Regions from separate parts of the Mus musculus genome. Here region 2 is linked to region 1. The links are chromatin contacts, called in public Hi-C maps. All regions are on one chromosome and are shown on one strand. Each heading gives the region's core, a stretch centred on a gene start, on an enhancer-like site or on the middle of the called end of the contact. The rest is flanking DNA. Distances are from core to core; before and after follow the strand shown. Region 1 holds the start of Adprhl2 (ADP-ribosylhydrolase like 2). Region 2 overlaps Ago3 (argonaute RISC catalytic subunit 3).

Region 1 (5,892 bases), core at 1,140-3,639:
ATTGTCAGGAACCTAGGCAGCCTTTGTTCCGCGGCTGAAAGTTCCACCATTGATCTTGGCCCCCTTATTGTAAATGTTCATGCGTGCATGTGAAGTCACATACCTGTGACTGAGGTACACTCTGAGGGACACTCATAAGGCTGTTCTGTCTTAGATGCAGCAGCACATGCATCACACACAGACACACACACACACACACAAGCATGCGCGCACACACACATACCACAAACCTTCAGTATCCCTGCAGTCCAGTGAGGCTCGCGTCCTGGTCCTTGGGAGCCATGGCTCCAGTGTCTTCTCCTTCTCCAGTCTCCTGCAGGAAATTCGGCAGCAACTCAACTCTGACCACCGGGACAAAATGGAGACACTGGAGATCGACAGGGGCTGCCTCTCTCTCAACCTCACTTCCCCAAACATCTCTCTGAAAGTCAACCCCACACGCATCCCCAAAGAGTAAGACCAGTGTTTCAGTCAGTCCTTTCTGTGTGCCTTGTGTGTCCCTGTGACCTCCATTGTTTCCTTGTGTGTCCCTAGGACCCCATTGTTTCCTTGTGTGTCCCTGTGACCCCATCGTTTCCTTGTGTGCCCCAGTGACCCCCATTGTTTGCTTGCCTCCACAGCTCCACCACACTGCAGCAGTGGGATGAATTTACTCGATTCAACAAGAACCGGGCAGAGGCCGAAATGAAAGCGTCCATAGAGTTGAGGGAAGCCATTGCCCTAGCTATTGCTCAGGTGACTAAGCCCAACTCACCTCTGTCTTTCTTTCCACACTGACCACATGTTAGCCCTTCCCTGACTTCAAACAGCAATCTCACAAGGCCATGACACCCTCTTCTGGCCTGGCTCACCCTCCTCATGCAGACCAACAATGAACTGGACGCTCAGAGGGTTGCAACAGAATTCACCTTCAGGAAGCGGCTTCGGGAAATGGAGAGTTTTTACAGTGAGCTCAAGTGGCAAGAGAAAAATGTGAGTGTCACCACCACCCCCTTACCCTCCCCCAACCCCACCACCCTGCCTTTCCCACCATGCTGTGAGGCAGGGCATAAGGAACCCTGCCCTGAAGCTTCAGTTGGGAGCCCTAGTGTGAGTCTTGCCGGTGGAGAACAGTAATGTCTGCCACAGACCTTAGAAGAGATAGCCGAGCTGCAGGGAGACATTCGGCGCCTGGAGGAGGACCTGCGTAGAAAGATGATGAACTTGAAGCTTGCACATACCCGGCTGGAGTCCAGAACCTACCGGTCCAATGTGGAGCTCTGCCGGGACCAGGTACAAGGGGCCCCGGTGGGGACCACCCCTGTCTGCTAAGGAGACCTCAGTATTACCCCTCTTCGCACGTTTCTTGTGGAACAAGCATTCTGGTCCAAGGCAGTTATGCGACCAGCTGAAGGGTCTTGCGGCTGAACTGAAAACCCCATCCTGCCCCTCTGTCTTCAGACACAGTATGGCCTCATTGATGAAGTCCACCAGTTAGAGGCAACCATCAATACCATGAAGCAGAAGCTGGCCCAAACACAGTAGGTTTAGAGAGTGGGCAGGAATAGTGGGGGGCACTGCTCAACCATGGGGCCGTAGTGCCTGCTGGTCTCTCTGGGCTTTATGCTGGTGAGATGTCCTGGCCCCTGCAGCCTGATGTAGGGCTCTGAGCTCCCGATGCTTTGCGTTACAGGAACGCTTTGGATGCCCTGTTCAAGCACCTGGCCCGGATACAGGCTGATATCGCGTGCAAGACCAACACCCTGCTCTTGGACACCAAGTGTATGGACACCCGACGCAAGCTGACGGTGCCGGCTGAGAAATTTGTGCCCCAGGTGGACACCTTCACGCGCACGACAAACCGCACACTGAGTCCACTCAAAATCTGCCAGCTGGAGCTAACCTAGGCTTTGGCGGCTGAGGGAAGACACAAGATTGGTGGGAGGGGGGAGTAGTGAGGGGACAGTAAAATAATAAAAATGGAGTTCTCAAGCCAGGCTCTTTTCTGCTACCCCATGAGAGTGGCTGACCGAGTGAGACAGTCCACTTGAGCGATGGAGTCGCCTAGACTTCATAGGGGTCGAGTCCAAAGCGACTCCAGAAGGAATACGGGTGTAAAGATACAGGTGATCGCCCGCGGGCAGCAGTGGCTTTGAGTGGGCAACATTCTTGTTCAGGTGCTTTTCAAAGGGTCCTCCGCGGGATTTTAGGGAGCTGTCGGCCGCATTTGTGGTGCCATTTACAAATGAGAAGGTAGGGAGCGCCAAAGCGAAGCGTGCGAGTACTTATGGGGCGCTGAGACTCCCAGCCGTTGAGTGGCGCTGTGGGGTAGGACGTAGGCTGAGACTCCGGGCCACAAGGGGGCGCTGTGGGGCCGCGGGGAAGAGACGACCAAAGAGGCGGCAGCATCGATGCCGGAAGTGGCGACTAGTCCGCGCGCGGATGGCGGTGGCTGCGGCGGCAGCAGCTACAGCGATGTCGGCGGCGGGGGGCGGCGGGGCAAGTGCGGCCCGCTCCATCTCGCGCTTCCGAGGTTGCCTGGCGGGCGCGCTGCTGGGAGATTGCGTGGGCGCTGTCTACGAGGCACACGATACCGTCAGCCTGGCATCAGTCCTGAGTCACGTCGAGAGCCTGGAGCCGGACCCGGGCACGCCGGGCAGCGCGCGGACAGGTGGGCGGGGCACCACCGATCGGGTCCCCACCCCTGGGCGAGGGGACCGAGACTCGGGGGCGCGCGCGCAGACTAGGCTGCCGAGGTGGAGGCTCCTGCGGCGAGCTCCCACGAAGTCACGAGGCTGAAGGCCCCTGGATCGAATCGGTTTGCTCCAGCTCTCCGTGGTTGTAGGTCTCCAGCCATGACCACATTCAGAGCGCAGGCCTCGCCTAAAACCTTGGCTAGAGCCAGTTCCCGCGTGGCCAGTTCCGTCGTGACCAGCTTTCTCAAACTGCTGGCCCGATGTGGGCGTCGGCGAGGGCTGTCCCTAGCCTGTTAAGACATGTCCCTTCCTTTCGCTTGCAAACGCAGCTTGTCCTCAGATTCCAGGTCAGATGTCAGTAGAAGACTTGGTTCTTCTTGAAGAGCATGTAACATAGTAGAAGGGGGCCGTCGTCAGAACCCCAGAGGACTCCACGAGTTAAGAGGCATTTAGAGGTAGGGGAAGGAGCGAGGAAGGACGGGGTGTGCCGAGAAGTAGGAAGGATGGTAACAAAACCAGAGGAAAGAATTTCAAGACTAGGACACTGGTGTGTTACAGAAAAGTCAGGGTAGTCTGGACCCAGAAAACCATGTCGAGTTGGTCGAGAACATGGAAAACGGGTGTTAAAGGAAGCAGAGATAAGACAAATTTTATTTCATTATGGTTTGGTAAGATGGAAAAAAAAAAGGTGTGTTTTAGGTTGAGTGGTAGTTGGGACCCTGTGGCTGCAGGAAACACATTTTAAGAGGGTCTGAGTGGAAAGAACTGACAGAGTCCAAAGGAAGTTCTGGCCTCCAGCAGTGCTAAGTCCAGGAGTTCAACTCCTAACTAGCTTGCTTGGTTCCTCTTGGCCTTGAGTTTCCCTTTGGGGGGAGCTCACTTTGGCAGTCTCCTTTTCCTACAGTATGGTCCCAGTAACACTGCAGAAGAGGTTCTCCTTGGGGCTGGAGAGATGGCTCTGCAGTTAAGAGCACTAACTGCTCTTCTAGAGGTCCTGAGTTCAAATCCCAGCAACCACATGGTGGCTCACAACCACCTGCAGTGGGATCTGATGCCCTTTTGGGGGTGTCTGAAGACAGCTACAGTGTACTTACATATAACAAATAAATAAATCTTTAAAAAAAGAGAGAGAGAACGAGAGAGATTCTCCTTTGCTCCAACTCTACGAACATTGCAACTTGAGTCTGGAGCCCAGTCCTACATAAGGGACTGGCAATAAGAGATGGATGCCTTCAAGTTGCCGTCTAACTAGGCAGGAGGTCAGTCCTCCAGCTAGGACTAAAGAAGAACGGCTCCCTCAGGAAGACCAGGGCACAGAGCAAAAGGAGGGAGGACACACAGTGCCCCCTCACTCACAGACATGTGCTGAGCATATAGAGAGAAGGGCAAAGAGCAACACCTGACCCCAGTGAGCGAGGGTGACCTTTACCTATGACCAGGCTGGCAAAGACTAGGAATGTGTTTACAGCTATGAACGTGGGACACAGGGGCCACCTGAGAAGAGGGGAAATGGAGTTTGAACAACAAGGAGGGAGTGGACTGGCTATCTGAAGGATCCGGGAGGCACTCATTAGACGAGTCCATTCTCTGTAACTGTCTTCTCTCAGTGAAGCAAAGGTCCTGTCCTAGCAGGTTAGTAGCCTCTTTGAGTGTGGCATGTTAGAAGTATCAGAGTAGGGCTGGGCGCACTCTTTTAATCCCAGCACTCGGGAGGCAGAGGCAGGTTCATTTCTGAGTTTGAGGCCAGCCTGGTCTACAGAGTGAGTTCCAGGTCAGCCAGGGCTACACAGAGAAACCCTGTCTTGAGGGGTTAAAAAAAAAAAAGTACCAGAATATGAATGTGGTGCCACACACATGTGACACCACCACCCCCACCCCCCAGCACTCCAGCACTTACAAGAAAGAGGTGGGAATATGTCAGCAAGTTTGAGGTCAGCCTGGTCTACACAGCCCTGGGCGAGATAGGACTACTGACAGTGAGACCCTCTCTGTCTCAGAAACAAAGGGGGCTGCAGAGATAATTCAGCAGTTAAGAGCATGAAGGCAGACATACCCATCCAAACACAAACTGAAAGGAGGAGGCGATTCCAGAATACCGGAAGCTAGGGGAGATGAAGATGAGGTGGGTGGGGGTAGGGAGCAGACCTAGCTGCAAGGGTTTGAGCCAAGTGCTAGGATTGATTGGTCCTGAGCCTGCAGGGGAGCCATGAGATGGAAGATGGGAAAGGATGGGAGCAAACTGGAAGAGACTTGTGTACAGATCGAATGAATTGAAAAGGAGGCAATGTCCTACTTAAGAATTTGTGGCAGCCAGGCAGTGGTGGCGCACGCCTTTAATCCCAGCACTTGGGAGGCAGAGGCAGACAGATTTCTGAGTTCGAGTTCCAGGACAGCCAGGGCTACACACAGAAACCCTGTCTCGGAAAAAAAAAGAATTTGTGGCAGTGCGTAAAGCCACACTGGAGGTGGAAAGCATATAGTCCAAGCAGGCTAAGATGCTGAGGAGGGAGGGAGGAAGGGAGTGGAAAGTTTCCCTTCAGAAATCAGGGCTGGAGAGATGGCTCTGAGGTTAAGAACACTGACTGCTCTTCCAAAGGTCCTGAGTTCAAATCCCAGCAACCACATGGTGGCTCACAACCATCCGTAATGAGATCTGATGCCCTCTTCTGATCTGTCTAAAGATAGCTACAGTGTATTACACTATAGTGTATACAGTATATACATGCCTGCCTTGTTAGAAACAGTTGCTGAAGTTCCAAGGCTGAGGTCTGAAGACTTCCTGGCTTTCAGGAGGAAGGGGTAAGAGGTCACAATGAGGTCATCGTAGAGGTCAGCTGCTGGACCACCAAGAGGAACAAGCATTCATTCCACCCACCGCAGCCCTGTGGGTGGCTCTCACCCCTCCACCTTCTTCCTTGCAGAGACACTGTACTACACAGATGACACTGCCATGACCAGGGCCCTGGTGCAGTCCCTGCTGGCCAAGGAGGCCTTCGACGAGGTGGACATGGCTCACAGGTGAGGAGCAGGACCTGTATGTACTCAGCACCCCTTCCTCAGCAGGACCCTTTCCTTGGCTCACATCTGCTCCCCAAGCCAAACATTTGACAACACTGTTGGTACAGGCTCCCTAGGCACCTAGCACCTTCCAACCCAGCCCAGCCTTTTCTTCTAGCCCCGAGAGGCACATTTGAAACTCTCATCTGCCTCCCTTCTC
Region 2 (5,892 bases), core at 1,098-3,597, 63 kb before region 1:
TTGTTTGTCTTTTTAATCTCAGTTTTGAGCTACTTTCTAGAAGTTTTCTACCTTTTGTTTGCTTTTTTTTTTTGGTTTTTCGAGACAGGGTTTCTCTGTATAGCCCTGGCTGTCCTGGAACTCACTTTGTCGACCAGGCTGGCCTCGAACTCAGAAATCCACCTGCCTCTGCCTCCCGAGTGCTGGGATTAAAGGCATGTGCCACTTTTGTTCGCTTTTTAATATCTATTTTATTAACAGCTCTTTTTTGCTTCCTGGATATCTTTTTTTTTAATAAGAAAACCTTTTTAAAAAATTTTTTAAAGATTTATTTATTATTTATTATATGTAAGTACACTGTAGCTGTCTTCAGACACTCCAGAAGAGGGAGTCAGATCTAGTTACGGATGGTTGTGAGCCACCATGTGGTTGCTGGGATTTGAACTCGGGACCTTCGGAAGAGCAGTCGGGTGCTCTTACCTGCTGAGCCATCTCACCAGCCCTATTCCTGGATATTTTTTTTAATATCTTTTTTTATTACGTATTTTCCTCAATTACATTTCCAATGCTATCCCAAAAGTCCCCCACACCCTCTCCCCCCCACTTCCCTACCTACCCATTCCCATTTTTTGGCCCTGGCGTTCCCCTGTACTGGGGCATATAAAGTTTGCCTGTCCAATGGGCCTCTCTTTCCAGTGATGGCCTACTAGGCCATCTTTTGATACATATGCAGCTAGAGTCAAGAACTCCAGGGTACTGGTTAGTTCATAACATTGTTGCACCTACAGGGTTGCAGTTCTCTTTAGCTCCTTGGATACTTTCTCTAGCTTCTCCATTGGGGGCCCTGTGATCCATCCAATAGTTGGCTATGAGCATCCACTTCTGTGTTTGCTAGGCCCCGGCCTAGTCTCACAAGAGACAGCTATATCATGGTCCTTGCAACAAATGCTTGCTAGTGCATGCAATGGTGTCATCGTTTGGAGGCTAATTATGGGATGGATCCCTGGATATGGCAGTCTCTAGATGGTCCATCCTTTTGTCTCAGCTCCAAACTTTGTCTCTGTAACTCCCTCCATGGGTGATTGTTTCCAATTCTAAGAAGGGGCAAAGTGTCCACACTTTGGTCTTCGTTCTTCTTCAGTTTCATGTGTTTTGCAAATTGTACCTTATATCTCGCTATACTAAGTTTCTGGGCTAATATCCACTTATCAGTGAGTACATATCATTTGAGTTCTTTTGTGATTGTGTTACCTCACTCAGGATGATGCCCTCCAGGTCCAACCATTTGTCTAGGAATTTCATAAACTCATTCTTTTTAATAGCTGAGTAGTACTCCATTGTGTAAATGCACCACATGTTCTGTATCCATTCCTCTGTTGAGGGGTTTCTGGTTTCTTTCCAGCTTCTGGCTATTATAAATAAGGCTGCTATGAACATAGTGGAGCATGTGTCCTTCTTACCGGTTGGGACATCTTCTGGATATATGCCCAGGAGAGAGGTATTGCGGGATCCTCTGGTAGTACTATGTCCAATTTTCTGAGGAACCGCCAGACTGATTTCCAGAGTGGTTGTACAAGCTTACAATCCCACCAACAATGGAGGAGCGTTCCTCTTTCTCCACATCCTCGCCACCATCTGCTGTCACCTGAATTTTTGATCTTAGCCATTCTGACTGGTGTGAGATGGAATCTCAGGGTTGTTTTGATTTGCATTTCTCTGACGATTAAGGATGTTGAACATTTTTTCAGGTGTTTCTCAGCCATTCGGTATTCCTCGGGTGAGAATTCTTTGTTTAGCTCTGAGCCCCATCTTTTAAGGGTGGATATCTTAAGATAGCATTCTATTATTATTCTGTTATGTCTAGGACCTCAGTGGGAGTGTCTAAACACACCAAATGCAAGTACTGTATACACAAAGGTGTCTAGTCAACCTGGACCTTCATGAAAGGGTGAAGTCATTCAGTCGTTGAAGTTGGGCTATTGTAATCCTTAGGTGTCCTTGTTCGGAGCAGGTAAGGTTAGCTAAGATTAGCCTTCTCATGCACCTGCCTAAAGGCTAAATCTGGCCATCTGTGTTCTGAAAGCCAAGTTAGAGATTTTAGCCAGAGGAATTTCTGTATCAGCATTTAGTGTTTGCACTCATTTTGATCCCTGTTGGTGGTACAATCTTGTGCCTTCAACTCCTGTGCCTTCAACTATGTCTGGCATCCTCCTTCCAGGGAGCTTTTTATTTTGTTTTACCTTTTTCAGAGAATGAACTGCCAAACTTTTATAAGAACACAAGGGCAGCAATGTAGACCCCACCAGGGCCCCTAGGACTCGGTCTGTTTCTCGGACTGCTTCTCTCTCACTCTCACACACTCTCTCTCTCTCTCTCTCTCTCTCTCTCTCTCTCCCCATCTCACTAGTCCCCCTTTTTAAATCACTGCCATGTACCTATCAGAGTGACTAATCTTGTCTAACAATATTTAATAGTTGTGAATAGTACCCAACATGACTTTGGTTTTTAATTTTTTAAAATTGTTTTATTTATTTACATTCCAAATGTTGCTCTCCTTTTCAGTCCCCCCTCCAAGAGTTCTTCACCCATCCCCTATCCCCTTTGCCTCTGAGAGGGTGCTCCCCTACCCACCCCATCCCACCCTCACCCCCACCTCCCCTCCCCATAGCCCCCTTCCCTGGGGCATCATAATTACATTTATTTATTGTGTGGTGAGGACGTGTGCCAGGGTGCATGTGTGGAAGTCGGAAGACAACTTGTGGAAGTCAGTTCTTCTACCATGTAGGCTCCTGGGATGGAACTTGTAAGGTCAGGGTTGGCAGCAAGTCATTGCCTGCTAAACCTTCTCACTGGCCCCACCACAGAGACTCATGCATTGCTTGTGAAAGGTCAGAAACTGAAATAACTGTGAAAGAACTGTTATAAGAAAGGAATGTACATCCCTCATGAGCCAGCAGTTTCATAGATAGAAGTGTTCAAATACAGGTGTGTGTGTGTGTGTGTGTGTGTGTGTGTGTGTGTGTGTGTGTGTGTGAAGGCGGGGGGAGAGGGAGAGGAGAAAGAGACCATTGATAGCATTTTTAGTATCCAAGGAAAAGTACCAAGACAATTAGAATAGTTGTGTACTTCTCAAAAAAAATCATGTATTAGTAAAAATGAAGAATTTAATTATATTTAATTGATATGATAAAATCTGGAAAAAATCATATAGTTTATGTTTTCAGTTACATAATTTCAAGAACTGGGAACTCTAACTTAGAATTAGTGGTGTGCATTTATATTGTACATCCATAAAGAAGGTGCCAGTACAGCAGTAAGAATTTTGGTTTTCTTAGAGCACTGTTAGGCTTGGGAGAGATTTAGAGAAAGAACCTTCTTGGGTACTAGCAAGATCATTGTTTTAGATTTTTTATGTGTTTGAGTGTTTTTCTGTATTTATATGTGTGTACCACATGCATACCTGGTGCTTCTGGAGACCAGAAGGTGTTGGATCCCTGGAACTGTAGTTTCAGATGGTTGTAAACTGCTGTATGGGTGCTGGGAATCAAACACGGTTCTCTGGAAAAGTAGCCAGTGCTTGTAATTACTGAGCCATTCTCCAGCCGCCAAGAGTTAGTTTTTAAGTGGCACTGTTGGGGTAAGTAATAGTCGTAGCATGTAACCTTTCCAGACACCTCCCACCAGTAACTGCCCAGCATTCAGTTATAGTTGTGAAAAGTTTCTTTGCCAAGATCCATCATATATTGCCATATTTTTTGACTATTAATTTTGATCTAGTCTTTCTTGGTACATGTCCTAATTATTTTAAATGTTGCAAATACTTAAATCTCTTTTTTTGCATCTGTAATTTTCTATTGTATCAGTTTATTTCATGTATATACTTATATTTTATTTTGCAGTACTAGGGAATCAAATCCAGGGATCTGATACTAGGCAAGTCCTCTAACCATCAAGCAATACCCCCAACCTTCCTGTGTCCTCATACAGTTTCAGTTTGGACACAGTGAAAATCCTAACTTCATATATATTAACAAGATTTCATATAGTCTTTTCAAAGAATTATTGTACATTGATAGTATAACTCATTGATCTTGCAATAGATGAATGAGAAAATGGCAGTAGAAAATTACTCGGAAGTGAAAATAGGTGCTCTGAGTTGCTCCCATGTTTGAGGCACAAGTGGATACTTTGCATTGGTAATTTCCAGTGCTCTGAGAGGTAGCTTATCTTTATTCTTAGTATGTGTTTGTGTCTGTGTATACACACAGTATGTACATACACCATAATTTGTTGTTAAGTGTCCACAGAGACCAGAAACCGGCGTCAGATCCTTTAGTGCTGGAGTTATGCCTGGATGTGAGTTCTGGGTACCAAACTCAGCCTCTGGAATAGCTGTAAACACTCTTAAAACTATTGAGTCATCTTTCCTACTCCAGAAATTTTTTGTTTGTTTTTTTGGTTTTTTTAACAGATAAATAATTAGAAGCTCAGAGGACTGGAAATGAAGGTTAGTGGTATAACACTTAGCATGCATGAGGCCATAGGTTCAGTTCTAAGTTCAGTTCTAAGAACCATAATAAATAAATATATTAATAGCACTGAGAAAAGTCACAGCTAGTGAGGACTGGGCTAAAAGTAAGCTCCAGTGAGTCTATTTGATTTCCAACTTTTTTTTATTCTCTTTATGTTGTTTCTCAGTGTCAGAATGATTTTTTGTTCTTTTTATTTATTCTTCTCTCATACAATACATCCCAACTGCAGCCTCCCCTCAACACTTCCCGTGTTCCCCACCTTCCCCTCCCTCAGATCCACTGCGTCTTCATTTCACAGAATGATTTATATGGAATTGAGCTTTTTAAAAAAAGATTTATTTATTTTATATATATGAGTATACTGTCAATGTCTTCAGACACACCAGAAGAGGGCATCAGATCCCATTATGGATGGCTGTGAGCCACCATGTGGTTGCTGGGAATTGAACTCAGGACCTCTGGAAGAGCAGTCAGTGCTCTTAACTGCTGAGCCATCCTTCCAGACCTTTGAGCTTTTTAAAAATTGTTTCCTGTTGCATACTTGTTAGTACACCTAAGGCCCTGAGTTAACCTCTAAAACAATCAGTTATTACCTAATGAATTAGTTAATTAACATTAAACATACAATTTGTGACACAAGTAAAGGATATGTTTCCAACAGAAAAAAACAATTAGGAATTGGGTTGAGAATGTAGCTCAGTGGTAGAGCATTTACCTAACATGTAAAAGCTGTACGTCCAGTTCTGAGCCAAAAACAAACAAAACTATTCTAACCAGTATAGATGAGTAAATCTTGTAGAAGATGCATGTATTTTAAGATATATTGTAAAAGTTTAATGAATTAAGCTTAATAAACTCAGTAATGCATTACATTCAAGTTGGACAGCGACTCATTCATAATGTCATGACCTAGTTTGATAATTTTCTCTACAATTGTCTATCTAGATACAATCTTAAGTAATTAGTAATCTCTCATTTTACCCAAACTTCCTTAACTTCCTCATTATTCAGTTTAACTGAATTCTGGTGCCTTCTCAATTATTTTTCTCTGTACTATGTATGTATTTACAATGTAATTTATTTCATTCCATTGATGTTTAGGTGGATGGATCCCATCACCTTTTTAATTATACTTTTACTTATCTTGTGGGGATGGCATATGTGCAGTAGTCAGAGGACATCTTGGAGAAGTTGGTTCTCTTCTTCAACCTTGGGGTCCTGGGGTGGCATTCAGACAGCACCTTTGCCCACTGAGCTCTTCTGCTGACCCTTATTCCATTCTTGCTGTTCTCTCAAATCATGCTACCTTAAGAATTCTAATTTCTGTACCATTTTATATTTGTAGAATTCTTCAAGAATATCTACCTATTCCAATATAGTG

What was found. A called contact is a pair of places that touch in the nucleus more often than the background predicts.
Region 2: a contact with region 1 is called in a Hi-C map of rod photoreceptor, with 1.8 times the contacts expected there. The contact joins the enhancer-like site here to the promoter of Adprhl2 in region 1. A contact is called at or near these places in 5 of 39 promoter capture datasets (the HPC-7 cell line, HPC-7-derived erythroid cells, embryonic stem cells and 1 more), 3 of 484 Hi-C or Micro-C datasets (embryonic stem cells and rod photoreceptor), 4 of 115 datasets of contacts at active chromatin or transcription factors (the SCID.adh cell line, bone marrow-derived macrophages and embryonic stem cells) and 3 of 9 other capture datasets (adipose tissue, liver and pancreatic islet).

The regions. Positions count from the first base shown.
Region 1 is chr4:126,318,200-126,324,091 of GRCm38.p6, reverse strand. It overlaps Adprhl2 (ADP-ribosylhydrolase like 2), which reads left to right and starts at 2,389. Exons shown (of 6, transcript NM_133883.2): 1 at 2,389-2,650; 2 at 5,597-5,693. The coding sequence starts at 2,422. It overlaps Tekt2 (tektin 2), which reads left to right. Exons shown (of 11, transcript NM_001357262.1): 6 at 310-453; 7 at 621-735; 8 at 865-972; 9 at 1,129-1,272; 10 at 1,441-1,520; 11 at 1,673-1,971. The coding sequence ends at 1,886.
Region 2 is chr4:126,381,091-126,386,982 of GRCm38.p6, reverse strand. The region is part of intron 5 of Ago3 (argonaute RISC catalytic subunit 3); the gene reads left to right. Among named protein-coding and RNA genes, the nearest start is that of Ago3, 46 kb to the left of the region's middle. Within about 2 kb of position 2,347, at least 1 of the 459 cell types and tissues checked has an H3K27ac peak or open chromatin away from gene starts, as enhancers often do. A contact at or near this core is called in rod photoreceptor, where this site is marked.